Linked DNA regions of Bicyclus anynana: region 2 is linked to region 1. The links are chromatin contacts, called in public Hi-C maps. All regions are on one chromosome and are shown on one strand. Each heading gives the region's core, a stretch centred on a gene start, on an enhancer-like site or on the middle of the called end of the contact. The rest is flanking DNA. Distances are from core to core; before and after follow the strand shown.

Region 1 (2,700 bases), core at 23-2,522:
AACGTTATTTTACACTAGAACCTTGTTATATCTACTGTGCTAGAGCTAAGGCACAAGCGCATTAAAACTGAGGAGGACAAATATGCACAATAGTATTAATTTAATTTAGTCGCATAGTAGTTTACTTTGCGACTAAATTAATTTATTATTTTTACTTATATTAATTACTACTACGAACGTTATTTAAACAAATAATACCTAAATATTGTGTATTATGTGGAGTTGTGTGTTCAGGAAATAAAAACTAAATATACCTACTTACATAAATATATAACGTAAGTAAGCACAAAATTGTGCACGTGTGCGCTGTGATTTTGTAGACACGTAACCTATCTATAGTTTAAAATTTCTGTGGTCTTCGTGGTGTATGTGTTGTTCAGTGTTACCAACTCTCCAAAATATTTATCCCTAAAGTTTGTGTCAAAAACCCCTAAAATCGCCTTAATTATTGAGTTGTCCCCCTAGAAAATATAAATTCATAATAATTTGAAAATAAAAATAAATTTAGAAATAATATGCAGTAATATTTTAGAATTTAAACTATCGTGAGTGTTATTCATATTAATTGATTATGAAACTAGTCGGGCATACTCCGACGTAATATCACGTGAGTTTTAGCCGTGTTTCATAATCAATTAATATGCAGTAATATCTTTCAAAAGTCTATATTTAATACAGACAAAATATTACGTCTTTATCTGAAGATTCAGATTTTTTGAAATCATACACTGAATAAATTTAACAACTTTTTTATTCGATGAAAATTGCCGCCAGTGGCCTCAGAGTGGTTGTAGAATAACGTATTATATGTCATTATAAATCGCTAGGTCAAGAAAGAAATATTATAATTATCATCAATTTAAAAATATTAAAGAGTCAATAAATCCCTGAAAATACCCCTAAAAATTTCAGACCCCTAAAAAAATCCCATTTCACTTATTTGTCCCCTAAATCTGGGGGAAAACCCCTAAGTTGGGAACCCTGGTGTTGTTCATCACCAGTGGTGATGCAAACGTAGGTAGGTAGGTAGGTATATGAGGATTACACAAAAATCACGTAACCCGCATGCTCTGGCAAGCGATAACCTACCTACGTATATATTTTACTTATCTTACAGACATGATTCAAAATCGTTTTCACCCACATCTAAAACTATGGGGCGTGCTGCGCATTCATTCATATTCACAACGCGGCGTTTTTATTTATACCATATACCGCTTATCGGCGCATCAAGCCCGCTTACAGTCTCTGTTTCTGTTTAGTTTAGTTGCTATACGGGCGGCGAGGGAGCCGCGCGTATCCACCGTTCTATACCCGGCGCCGCCTCCAGTGACCTTGACGCGTACAACGTCCATTGGCCGGGATGCCAAGACGCAAAGTGCTCTTTTCCACTCCCTAAACTATGACAATAACCCGACAGAACATTCAAAACAGGGATTCAATGTGCCGTAAACTCTGCCACAGGTGGTATTCACTACACCTGTCAAAATGATGTGACAATGACAATTGACAACCGCGCAACATAACCTCAATTCGAAATCATAATCAGTGGTTTTTACAATGATTTGGGTAACGTGGAAGTTTCGCCGTGTGCTCGGTAAGATATGTTTTATATTTCCTTTAAATATTTATTGTGTTTGGTATTCAGTTATAGGTTATGTCATTTAGATAATACATACGTGCATTGTTTCCCGCCGGCGAAGTCGTCCACTCACAAACACACTGCATTCATTTCATTTACATTACGACAGACCTAAGTCATCTCTGTGCGGAATCTAAAAATAACTCCGACTGTAATGGCTGTTAGGTTAATCAGTAGTTTGCTAAGTTAAATCCTTGTTAATATCTACTTAGTACTTACGGTTGGAGATTGTTTTATTTACTTGCTAATTCAATGCTTTATAAATGAAAGACTGCCTAGTTATTATCTAAGTTAATAGGTTCCGTAATACATAATCTTGCGTTAAGTAATATGTACCTATCTGCGTCTACGTACCTAAATGTTACGCTCAAATCTTACTGGTAGTAAAATTCAACTTCAAACTGCTGCAAACAGGTTCATGAGTAAGAGTTCTGGATGGGTTAGTAATTTGTTGGGTTCCTTCAAAAATTATCCTTTTTACAGCCCGGTGTAAATAAGAAGGGTGTTAGGAATAACTGTCGAGGGTTTTTCAACATTTTTAATTCTTTTTCTTGTTAACTATTAATATTGTTTTCTCGTTTGCTAGCATTATACCTACTGCAAGTTTTACTGATGTAAAGAGATTGTAGTTTTATAACAGGCTATCTCTAAGGCTTTATACTCCGTACCGGAACCGTTTGGCGTGACGTCTGTGACAGCAGGGATATAACTAGCCTCGGACGAAACCTACAATCAATAAAAAATTATAAATACCTGGGAGCAAAGTCCAGGTCCTCTTGGACATAAATAAGGTCTCTACTGCGCCTAAGAGGTCTTCCCATGACCTAAGGATCTTCAAGGATAAAGCGAATAAGTATTTCTTGGCAAGCGCTTCCTAACTTAGACCTTGTCACAGTTTTCCATCAAGCGTGATTGTCATGAAGATGTAGCCAATATTATTTTAAAATCATTATGTTGTTCTTAGTCATCATTCGCTTATTTTAAAGTCCCACTTATTAAGAGGTTAAATCTACTATGCATCTCCAATTTGTTTTAGGCTAAACATTAAGATTTCAAGG
Region 2 (2,763 bases), core at 136-2,635, 130 kb after region 1:
ACTTGTGTTTATAACTTACAAGTTATAAATAATAGTAATATACAATAAATAAATAACCAGGCTAAAATAATAATAATAATAATAATAATAATAGTGCGATTGGTCTGAGTACTTGATTAATTGTTACAAGCACCCAAAATTTTATTAATGCTTAATCCTTTATTCAAATTTTATCAACAAAAAAATGCAACAAAAATGCTTTTGTGGCCAACCGTCAATGTTAATTTATATTTGATAAAAGTAAACCACACTTACTTAAATACACACATAATTTTATTAGGTTTATCTTTTGTGCAAATTGCATCAAAGAGCATGCAAGAAAGTAAAAATAAAATTATTAGATATATTAAACCATAACAAATGTGACCCAAACCAAATTTAAAAGCCAAATCAACAAATTATATATAATAAAATACATTAATAGAACATAATAATTATAAACACTTACCTGAATATATTTATTAATCACCTATTTAATTTATTTCACAACTATTTCGATAAACTTTCGCAGGTCCTAACGCAAACTTTCAGAAGGACGTTTATGAAATGAATTCAAAATTCAAATCGAATTTCAAAATTAAACTGTCGCGCGCCCGCGCCAAGCTTGAGCTCAGGGTTGCTATCCATAAAACTTATTTTCGTTCTAAAAACGCATATTTTTATTCACAGTCTTCGTAAATGTCACACATAACACACATAAAACATAATAATTATAAACACTTACTTGCACATATTTAATAATCATCTATTTAATTTATTTCGTCTATAGAGAATTAATAAAAGTTTACCAAATTTCTAATAAATTGCTCAATTTTGCAGGGCTATCATAGACTACACAACCTGAGATTGCTTTACAGGCCATTATTATCTATGGTAATAACATAGATTTACGATTCGGTACAAGTACCGGGTAATATAATCCAATTAATATTTATGTTGGTATATTTAGTAAGCATAATTATTATTTAAAGTTGGTATACATTAATTGAATTGGTGAGTAATTTTTTTTATATGAATGTTAATTATAACAGAAAATGTAATGATAGAAAATGCAAAATAATTATTTGTAATTCAAAATTTCTTCATAATTTCTTCGAAACGCGAACGCGTCCGTAGACTACCGTATGAATGACCCACACACGGAAACACAGGCACAAATCACATCTGTCTGTCGTCTTTTCTCTTTTGTAAGAATGTCTATGTCACGTCTATGTATCGCCATAACAGTAAGTCTTAAGTGCCTCACTCCGTCTCGCTTGCGACTGGCTTACGAGTAATAGTATTGCCGCGACAAAAAATGTGAGGTAGGACATTTTGAAATTTTGAGCCGCTCTTACATTCTGACGTCATGTACGGGACAAATGTGTTGGCTCTTGTATGTCCTACTCAACACTAGTCCGGTAGTCGTACCGCGACGCTCGTACAGACAGAACGTCCCAACGCGTTTCGAAAATCGAATCATTAATCCGGACGCGCGTAATTTATCCCCAAAGTGAAAAGTATCGAAAACTCCGATTGAGAAACCCATTTCAAAGTTCGTTTATTTACGTATACTGGTATTTCTTGGTGAATTTTCTTTTGCCTCCACTTCAATAGTCGTTTGATGTACAATAGGCACTTCGGACGACTTTTTTATCGTTCGAATTATGAAGTCATAGAGCTGTCATCAATAGAAAAAAGCGTACAGGTGTTTGGTTGTAACTATATCATTAGAGAGAATTACAATTCGTTCTTATTATTATTATAATCAGTCTTATAAGTAAATATTACATTGGTTCGCTAGGAAACTACTTACACTATTTTTTGCTACAAATTAAAATAATATCGTATATAAGTATGTTAATAACTATAGTTAACATGAGAGCCAATTACAATTAGCTCTTATTACAATTAAAAAGGATATGAATATTATTATTGAATCTGTGATCGACAAATAAATAAATATATCGCTTAGAAAATATAAATTTTGCATAGATTATTATTTTATTGTAACAATGGAAGAAAAAGAAAATTAATTTACGCAAGAGATGACTGTGAAATCTCTTTCAATATAAATGCCGAACGAACCAATTATTTTGAAACATAATAGCCAGAAAAACAAAAAGTAATAAATAAGTAAACAGTGGAGAAAATTAATTACAAAGTTAAGCTGAAATTACTTACAGGAGTGTCACCGAAATAAAGTAGATAGAGTAAGAAGTACTTCACATTACATAACTCCAGTAAAAACAAAATATCTGCTAATTTATTAAAGAATACAACATTATTTTATCATAAGTCCTCTCATCAGGGGTTGCCCGGTAGAGATTGCTTTACAGTAATAACGACGTCTTACTTACTTGTAAATTCTTAGTTTAAATTATTCATCTTTAATGATTTTTATTTAGTTTTATATTTTTGTGTGCAATAAAGTATTTCTTCTTCTTTTCTATAAATCCTCAGTATGCTCATACTTGATGATTTTATATAGTTTAGGACTTTGTTTGATCAAATTTACTTGCTCTACTCATCTATGCCAATATCATAGTAATATAAATTCGCATGTAAACCAAAGTTTGATTTAAATAGTAGCACGAGAAAAAAGAAATGCTGCAATAAAAACATGGTGACTGACAATTTAAGCAGATCATGTACCTATGGCTAATATAAAACATGTTATTTTCGTTTAGTTATTTTAGTAACTTGTGTCTTGTGTGTTTGTGTGTATATATTGTATATGCATTATATATCTACATGCAAACCTCGATTAAAACTTTTAAGTAT

The links. A called contact is a pair of places that touch in the nucleus more often than the background predicts.
Region 2: a contact with region 1 is called in a Hi-C map of whole larva, with 2.3 times the contacts expected there. The contact joins the promoter of LOC128199180 here to the promoter of LOC112046535 in region 1. A contact is called at or near these places in 2 of 2 Hi-C or Micro-C datasets (whole body and whole larva).

What each region holds. Positions count from the first base shown.
Region 1 is chr19:10,438,372-10,441,071 of ilBicAnyn1.1, forward strand. It overlaps LOC112046535 (cGMP-dependent protein kinase, isozyme 2 forms cD4/T1/T3A/T3B), which reads left to right and starts at 1,273. Exons shown (of 12, transcript XM_024083203.2): 1 at 1,273-1,597.
Region 2 is chr19:10,569,442-10,572,204 of ilBicAnyn1.1, forward strand. It overlaps LOC128199180 (E3 SUMO-protein ligase ZBED1-like), which reads right to left and starts at 1,386. Exons shown (of 2, transcript XM_052887531.1): 1 at 1-1,386. The region is part of intron 2 of LOC112046535 (cGMP-dependent protein kinase, isozyme 2 forms cD4/T1/T3A/T3B); the gene reads left to right.